2 separate regions of the Danio rerio genome follow, and region 1 is linked to region 2. Evidence: chromatin contacts called from public Hi-C data. All regions are on one chromosome and are shown on one strand. Each heading gives the region's core, a stretch centred on a gene start, on an enhancer-like site or on the middle of the called end of the contact. The rest is flanking DNA. Distances are from core to core; before and after follow the strand shown.

Evidence for each region. Hi-C and Micro-C count contacts between places; a contact is called where the count stands out from the background.
Region 1: a contact with region 2 is called in a Hi-C map of an unstated tissue, with 2.6 times the contacts expected there. The contact joins two enhancer-like sites. A contact is called at or near these places in 2 of 18 Hi-C or Micro-C datasets (caudal fin and an unstated tissue) and 1 of 4 datasets of contacts at active chromatin or transcription factors (caudal fin).

What each region holds. Positions count from the first base shown.
Region 1 is chr5:37,107,818-37,112,659 of GRCz12tu, reverse strand. No RefSeq gene overlaps it. Among named protein-coding and RNA genes, the nearest start is that of efnb1, 120 kb to the left of the region's middle. Within about 2 kb of position 3,504, at least 13 of the 62 cell types and tissues checked have an H3K27ac peak or open chromatin away from gene starts, as enhancers often do.
Region 2 is chr5:36,919,542-36,924,383 of GRCz12tu, reverse strand. No RefSeq gene overlaps it. Among named protein-coding and RNA genes, the nearest start is that of efnb1, 310 kb to the left of the region's middle. Within about 2 kb of position 1,488, at least 41 of the 62 cell types and tissues checked have an H3K27ac peak or open chromatin away from gene starts, as enhancers often do.

The DNA of each region.
Region 1 (4,842 bases), core at 2,255-4,754, 190 kb before region 2:
ATTTGAATCTGAGTGGATCCACAGGATGCGTCTGCGTGTGTGTGGGTGAGTGTGTTCTGTGGGATACTAAAAGGCCACATCTCTGAAAATGTCATTACAAATATGCTAAAACCACCAAAAAACAACTGGTAAAGAGCAGGTTTAGTATTAAAAGATGTTATTAAAATTTGAAAATGCCAGGAGCTATTCAAAAGCACTTAAAATTGTCCAATATTTACAAATATAAATTAAATGGAATTATTTTATACATACTTTAATATATGTATGACTTGAGTACAACAGCTAATTTCTGTGCATGTCAATTGAGTTACTTGACATTTTGACATTTTTTATTTTTAATATATAAAATATATTACATATTTTTACAAATATGTAATATTCATGACTGAAATAAAATCACTTTATCTCAGTTGATATTTATTTTAAGTAACTACTTTTTAGAGAAAAATTTCAATTTTTGTTTGCTTCACTTTTAGACATGTTTAGCTTAAATTTAATAATTATATAAATATTATAAGTATATAGTTATAGTGTAGTTATTATTTTTTAATTAATTTTGAGTTTCTTGACAAGACATTTTATTTTTATGTATTTTGAGAAACTGTTTAAGCTATTTTTTTACATTTAACATTTATGACTGAAATAAAATCATTACAATTCAGTTTGTATTATTTGTTGTAAGTGTTTAGAAACTGCCATTTTCAATTCAGAAGAAATATTAACAACTTAAAAAAAGTTGTTCATTTCAGTTAATATGAATTTTGAGCAAGCTCAACACACCTTTTTTTGCAACTGCACAAGCATAATATTAGTAATATTTAATATTTATGACTTAAAACAAATATTTATGACATTTTTGTTATGTTTTAAACACTGCACAACTTATTCTTGTAAAACAGGTGCTAACAATAATTTCAAACATATAAAAATATATGATCTAACCACACTGAATCAATTTGAGAACTTTAGGTTAAATGCTACCAATATGCAAACATAATAAAATTTAATAACACCAGAATATCAGGTAGGGAAATCAGTATGACATCTGTTACTTCAACTAGTCTGTCAAGATAAAACCATGCCTGTGAGTTGAGGCTTAATAATTTAAATGTAAAATGAGATCCTCATAAAACACGCTCAATCATGTGATCCAGCCCTTAAGTGTCGTAACACCTTAAAGCAACAGACAATGATGGTAATCCCTCAGCCCATGAATCACACAACCTGCAGTCTGGGGAATTATTAGTTATTACTCCACCGTGGATACTGTAGCCTTACGATCAGCTCTATCCAGCGCTAACAGAGACTTTCATGTGGCGTCTTTAGTTGCTTTACAGTCACCAGTTGATTTGGTGTCGTAATGGGCGTTCAGCTTATTTATGTTGTATGACTTCTCCAGATGGGTCAGTGATTCAGAGCCTTGATATCATAAGATCCCTGCTGTTATATCTTCCAGATTTCACACCCTCCCTTCACAATCACAACATGCAGCTGTGGGAGATTACATGTATACTTTATACTTTACTTTACTTTACATTACTATATATATATATATATATATATATATATATATATATATATATATATATATATATATATATATATATATATATATATATATATATAACAATGGTTTGTTCTGTACACTATCAAAAAATAGCTTAAAGGGGCAAAACATTTTGACCTTAAAATGTTTTTTTAAAAAATTAAAAACTGCTTTTATTCTAGCCAAAATAAAATAAATAAGACTTTTGCCAGAAGAAAAAAATATTATCTGAAATACTGTACAAATTTCCTTGCTCTGTTAAACATCATTTGGGCAATATTTAAAAAAAGAAAAAAAAAATCAAAGGGGGCAAATAAATTTGTCTTCAAGTGTATACACAGTATATGAGTAGCCGCATTGAAACACCTTTTACCCACAACACATAAATAGTCATATGCAAACAAACAAAACAAAATTTGATTTTTAACACAATTTTTTATTATTATCTGTTTTAAGCTATTTCTTTTCAATAGGTTAAGGTAAAAAAAAAAGTGAAAAAAAATGACTTAAAATAAATTTTTAAAAATCCACTATTTCTCTTTTATGCTTTTTAGGAGCCATGTGCACCCATTGACAGGTAAAATCTGCTTCTTTCTATTGCTCATTCAAGTTCAGGTTGCACTATTGGCATGACAGTTTGTACAGTATTGCCAAAGCATTTTAGACAAAATATACTGACATCATAAAATTAATAAAATATACAGCAAATGAGAACTAAATTACAGAAAAAAGCAATAAAATCAGACTATATCTCTAAAAAAAAGTATTCATTACAAGAATATAGAAGATTAAATAATGCAAATGAGTTGATTACCCATTTCTAATGATGTACAAATATTTTGCAGCCAATTTAGATGTAATTTCATTCTCTCCGAGTGCTAAGTAAAGTTTTTCTGAGTTGTTTAGATTAAAAAATGAATTATTTAGTGTCTCTCTTGCGGTTGTGTGCATAAAAACGTGACAGCTTAGAAAATGAAAGCAAAACCAAATCCCAGACATTTTAGTAGATTTAGAAACACCAAACAAACGCAAAAAAGGTGTCGGTCCCTGTGGGTCTACAGAGATGTGAGACTGTCTGTCTGTGGGAGTGTTAACAGTTCTCACGCACACAGAACAAGCAGTATGAAATGAGTCAAGGAGAGAAGATGCTTGTTTATATTGGGCGGATACAAAAAAAGTGTAAAAGGATGATAATAATAGTAAAAAAAAAAGAGTTACTAAATATACTTGGGCGGCCATTAATATGCCTGGGTGACCCGCCCAAGTGAAGTCTATGTGTGGGAAGCACTGTATACAGTTGAGATTTACAAGTCATTAAAATAGGAAGAGAGCTGCAAACAGATCATGTTTTTAGGGCCTTTTTGCTCTTAGACAACTGGATCAATGAAAGGTACTGGTCATAAAAACACCAGAAGTCTGCAGTTTGAACATTTGGACTTGTGCATGTGAAATATTGCAAAAATTGTTTTCTTTTAGGTTGTTCATACTCAGCCCAACACTACATCCTTCAACGCAATGCACTGTAGAATCATTATTAATGTTAATCCTATAAAAACCTAAGATGCTTTTTCAAAATATCTGTGTACAGTAAATGACTTGTAGGGGATTATATGAAGAACGGAGAGGCTGCAGCGTGACGCAACTGGCAGTGTAAAAATACAACAGCTTCCATTGGTTTGTTTAATGGATTCATTGGGAAAACAAAGAGACGACATGATGAGGCTACACCCACGAGGGAGCGTCGCCCTCGGCTCATATCAAAGGAGCCAGCAGAGGATTGGCAGAACTGCACCCAATGACTGTGAGTCTGACACAGATGCCAAACGTTGTGTTTACCCCACGCTGAGCGCCATCCATCAGACACTCTTCAACGGCCTCCTCCACCCACAATGACAAAGGGTCGTGGCGAGCATTGCAAAATCCATCTGAAGCGCCTGTGATGTGCTCCAAAATGAGAGTAAAAACACTTCCACAAACCTTGCGCTAAGTAGAAAGAAGACAAAGACGTCTCCAGTGACTCATCATTCATCTCTCAAGTGAGTCATTGTTCATTTTGAAGAAGAGGGGGGAGGATGAAAAACCAGTTCACCGCACCATATGCATTTAAACTGCAGTCTTATTGCCGGATGCATCGTTTATGGCTCGAGAAAAGACAATGCATAAAATTTTGAGGATGTTGGATAAAAAAACTGCCATAATTATAACGAGACGGGCCATCAACGAAGAGAAATCCTGTCATTAATGTCAATGTGCCATTTAGAGCGCATGTCAGGCATCTAAAACTGCTAACTGGGCTGTTATGGGAAAACAGCAAGAAGCGATAAAAGTAGTTTATGATTTGCCCGGAAACACTCAGATCACCACAAATTACTGTATGACTGTGCTGCCTGGATTACTGGAGCTTTTACTACATAAACCAGGCATTTCTCACATGCTTATCATCTTGTGGTAATGGCAGTTTACCACAAGGGAGGGAAAAAAATCAAATAAAAAATAGTGATATATAATATAATAATTATATAATAATAATATATAGAAAGAAAATTAATTATCAAAAAAGCACTAAATAAAACAAACAAATAAAATAAATGATCTTCCAGATGACAGACTTTTGAACCGTGGTGTAGAGCAATGGTTCATAAAATGGGGTGGTCAAGATCCCCTTGGGGGTCCCATGGGGATTTCTAATTCACATAAATTTGATTAAACTATTAGAATTACAATGTAACCCACAGAAGATAAAAAAGTAGTTTTTAATATTAAAAAACAGCAACACGCAAATAAAAAACCATCAGTATTAATTTTTTTTTTATCATAGGTTGGTGTGTTTATGTTAGATTAACAGCACAGCAATAGCATAAGCTGCAGCAGATTGATTTTATAGCACCAGGTTAAACTTCCGACATCTTTATTGCAATCAAATATATTTAAACCAAGAATAGACTTGTGCTGATAACATTGTGTCCACCAGTCTCTTTATGTCACTCTTTATGCCACTATGAATACCTCGTTATGCCCTTCGGCCTAGCAAACAGTCCTTCCGTGTTCCAGGCTTTTGTAAATGAGGTATTTAGAGACATGCTCAACAAATGGGTCATAGTGTATATTGACGACATCCTGGTCTACTCCAATTCACTATCTGAGCATATTCAGCACGTCAGGGCAGTGCTCGAACGCCTCATTCAGAACCAGCTATATGCAAAGATCTCCAAGTGTGAATTCCATCAGACCTGCATTTCGTTCTTGGGTTACATCATCAGCCCCGAAGGCGTGGCCATGGACCAGCAAAAGGTCGA
Region 2 (4,842 bases), core at 239-2,738:
ACTAGAGTTAATGTTAACATTTAATAAAAATACAGTTGTTCATTGTTTGTTCATGTTAATTTACAGTACATTAACTAATGTTAACAGGTATAAATTTGGATTTTGGATAAGGCATTTATAAATGCTGTGGGCCACAAAGTAACGCAGGGTAAAACGTAATGCAGAGTTTTAAGGGATTTGCTCAGGGTTAACCATGGCGTGCTTTTGAGGTTTTGACCACAGTGTCAGCAAATGTTTTCCTGCCAATTATTAAAATAGTTGGGGAAAAAAATTTAAATCTGTGAAAGTATGTAAATGAAATTGTATATTGTTGTAGTTACCGTCTTCTTGGCTAAAAAATTTAACCGTTTTAAAAGATGTAAAAAAAAATAAATAGAAAAAAAACACTGAATGCTAGCCAGTTTTAAAGAAAAAAAGGTCACCGCAGGTTAGTTGTAACATGGTGTTACAAATAAGTCACACATTGTTGGACACCAATTAAACAACAAAATAATTGTTGAATTTTGAGTGTAATATTGAATTCCTTTTATGTTAAAAATGTATTTTAATAAAATATATTTTTTAATAGAAAATATAAATGTTATTACTAATAATGCAAATAAATGCATTGTATAATAATGGATAATAATGCAAATAAATCCAAATGTGTTTATCCAATAGATAAATAAATAAACATGCTGTGCTTTATAAGATAAAAAATGATTTAATGAATTTTGTAATGTGTTACAACTAACCCTCTGTCTGTTGCATCTTGCCCCACAGGTGGGGTAAACAGTAACATTTTTATTCCTGGCACTTTTGGCAATACTGCACAGAAACCATTTATTGAAGTGGCTTGTGTGTTGTTGGGGAAAAAATGGTTTGTCTAAGCCCATTACTTTGTTCATTATTTGGCCAAAACCAAAAAGTGTTACTTTGTGCCCAGTTTTATTTTTATTTTTTTGTATTGTTCATGATTAGTTCATATCACCAAATACATTAAGTAATGAAATCTTATTGTAAAGTGTGACCAACTTTATATATGTGAAAAATAATTTTACTATTCCTATAGTGCTCAAAGAATCTAATTAATCATTATGTTATTACTATATATTAAAGTTTTGATTACTTTTTGTACTTGATATTTTCTATAAATTAAGTAATAAAAAGATGAGGACAATGGACTGATTCTCCATTTAAACAACGAATCTCTCAACCAATTATGACACTTGGATTCTTAGTCCATGATCTGTTTCGAGTTTTAGAGACCTAAATATTTTGGAAATGAGTTTTAAATTGAAAATATGGATTCTTTTTGTGCAAACTCCGTTCAGACAATCAACAGATAAAAGTACATCATTTGCAGATGAAGGAGTCGCTAAACAGCCGTGTGTGCTGGTGGGTGCAGGGCTTTGTAGATGAGAGCGTATTGTCCCTTTAAGAGCACAAGTAGGTCGGCGGTCGCTGTGGCGTCGGCTGTGTCTGCGAGGCTAGTGATCTGATTGGTTGTGATTTGTGGGAGAGCTGATCTGATTGGTGGTGATGAGGTCTGTTTCACTGGGCCTGGCTCATGTGGGCCAGGTGTCAGAAAGCATCGTTTCCACACCAACGCATTACAATGAGACTGGAACAAAAGGGCTGACGGCGCAACCTAGAGAGAGAAGGGGGGGCACACACTGGGAGGACCGAGCGGGAGAATGGAGTTTAACTCCAGACTTGCCTGACATCATACTGAAAATGCAGATTGACCTCCGCTTTCCAAAGTGGAGTAGAACCGCAATAGGTCAAACTAGCTTCACTTTGAACCAGACAAAACAAACAGGAATTCAAATCAAAACATGCAGCAAACAAGCTTTCACAAACAAACCTACAAATTGCTGAAGGAACAAAATTATGTTATCAAAATCCAGGCCTTAAAGGGACAGTTCACCCCAAAAATTTAAATATACACACCATAAAGTTGTTTCAAACTTTTACAAAAACAAAAAAGATCTTTTGAAGAATGTTGGTCACCAAAAAATGTTATGTTCTGAAGTTATGTATTGAAGTGGGCTGACCATGTTCCTCAAAATATCTTCTCTACATCAAAACAAAGATACTCACACCGGCTTGAAACTGTTGGGTGGTGAGTAAATTTTCATTTTTGGATGAACTTCCTCTTTAACAATAACAACAATTTGCTTACAGATTACACTGGCGCTTATTAACATATAGTTTTTTTTTTATGTTTGCCTTTGTGTCTGCATGTCCTGTGAAGTGCAAATATTGACAGATAAGTTTTAACCAGAGGACCACTTCAGCCCATTATCACTTTGAAACATACGTGCACTGCCCCCTAATGGTTCCTTTCAACATTAAAAATGCACATGCCACTGCTCTGCAACAGATAAGAGAGTGCTCCTTTAACAATTATCCTTTCGAAATCTCAAATGATGAATGTTAAGACAATGCAGTGTCATCATCACTTAAGGGTGAAGCCACTGAGAAGCTGAAGTTTATTTACTGTACGGTGATCATTCAGAAGATCAATATGTGTGTGTGTGTGTGTGAAGTCACACAGCGAGAGGATGGTGTAATTATCTAATCGTTTCTGTTGAACGATCGCTCATCCCCAGCGTGGCATTTGGAAGACAGGCATCAGAAACTCATTTTAATGCCTATTATTAGTGCACACAATACTGAGAGTAGGAGTGGAGAAGTGAGAAAGGGAGAAGGGTGGGCGGCTCTCTGAATGTCAGATTCTCCTTTATTAACGCTGGAATTTTGTAAATCTAATTGAATGTTTTCTCAAGTTGAGGGGTCATTCAACACACACACACACACACACGCACACAAAACACACAAAGCAGTAATACACTCTTTAAAATCTATAAAAGGACCATTTTGGATTCCAAAATGAATCTTCATTGAACAGTTCTTAAAATATTAACTTCTTAAATGTAAACAACCCTAATTACCTATAATGCTGTTTCACACCAAAATGAAAGATTCTTTGGTTGTTAAAGGGCACCTATAGTGAAAATCTTTTGTAAGCCGTTTGGACAGAACTATGTGTAGGTATTAATTGTGTGTCCATAGTCATAGTGGGTGATATAAAGCCAATAAGTCTCTTTTTAAAAATGTTCTGACGTTAAAATAGGATCTAAATCCCTCCCAGTTTGAGGTCCACTGCAACATGTAGGAGTACAGTTTCCCCACCCACGAAATTGATTGACAGCCGCGTATTAACATGTCTCGGTAGTGACTTGTATGAACATATGCACAAGACAGGACGTGTGCAAAGCAACCAGGATTAAAGGATCTGTTCAGCTCGCTGTGATCATTAATCATCATCAAATGTGGTCAAGAATGAGTTTTACAAGTACAATTAGAAAAGAAGGCACTTTAATCCCGGTTTGTGGACGTTAATTCAGGTTTATTTTGTACAATAACATAAAGGAGATCCATACAGCAGTGGATATTATTGTGTATCCAGTCACATTTGCAATGCAAGAACAGTGCAAAGTACAATGTGCGCACTGTGTGTCCGCTGTCTGTGTGTGTGTGTGTGTGTGTGTGTGTGCGCGCACAAACTTTGTAACGGCATTGTGTGTACCTTATCATCACAGAAAGCCTTAAAATAACTCCACATCAAATAATAATTGGGAAAGTTCTTACTGTAGTATTTGTCACAAGCGTTATGTGAGATGTGCTTCCTTCATGTCTGTCACTGTGCTGTTTATCTGACGCAGCAAGTGCACACTCTGTATGACATGTGGGAAAAGTGGGTGAAAATTTTAAATATGCTAATAGGTATAATAAATAATCTGATGGTTGTTTTGAGCTGAAATTCTACAGACACAATCTGATGTGAAGACACAAAAGTCTTATATTAAATCGTGAAAATGCAGTTAAAAGAGGTGCCCTTTAAAGCTTCTTTATGGAACTATCAAAGCCAATAGAGAACCTTTTATTTTTTAGTGTACAACAACAGCAGCAATGATCACTGGTAATAACATATTATCATTGTATACATATATAATTATATGTTAATAAACAAGATTTGTTAATATTATTGTAATAACGAACCATTAAACAAATTAAAATGAGCAATTTTTTGGATGAAAAAAGCAATACAGAATTAGTTTTCATACTGAATATAACGATGTGATGCTGATATTATTGTGACATTTAAAATATTTCTTTCAATTTAGTTATGTATTGTGTATTTTAAGTTCCTTCATTTATTCAGCTTAGTCTCTATTTCAGCTCTCACCACAGCGGAATGAACTGCCAACTATTCCAGCATATTTTTTATGCAGTGGATGCCTGTCCAGCAGCAACTCAGCACTGGGAGACACCCATACATGCTCATTTACATACACACTCATATACTATGGCCAATTTACTTTATCTATTCATTTACTTCACCTTTATCACATCTTCGGCCGGTTGAAGAAATTGGAACACCCGTAGAAAACCCACACCAACAAGGGGAGAACATGCAAAATACACACAGAAATGCCAACTGGGCCAGCTAGGACTAGAACCAGCAACCTTGCTGTGAGGAAACAGTGCTAACCACTGAGCCACCGTGTCACCCTGTATTTTTAGTTATTTGGACTAATAAAATATTTTTTAATTAACATAAAATGACATATAGAAGGCAGCACAGTGGCGAAGAGAGTAGCGTGATCATCCCACAGCAAGAAGGTGGCTGGTTCAAACCCTAGCTGGGTAAATTGGCATTTCTGTATGGAGTTTGCATGTTCTCGCTGTGTTAGCATAGGTTTCCACCGGTTACCCACACAGTATTAAGACATGTGCTATAGGTGAATTCAGTAAGCTAAATTGGCCGTAGTGTATGTGTGAATGTACGAGTGT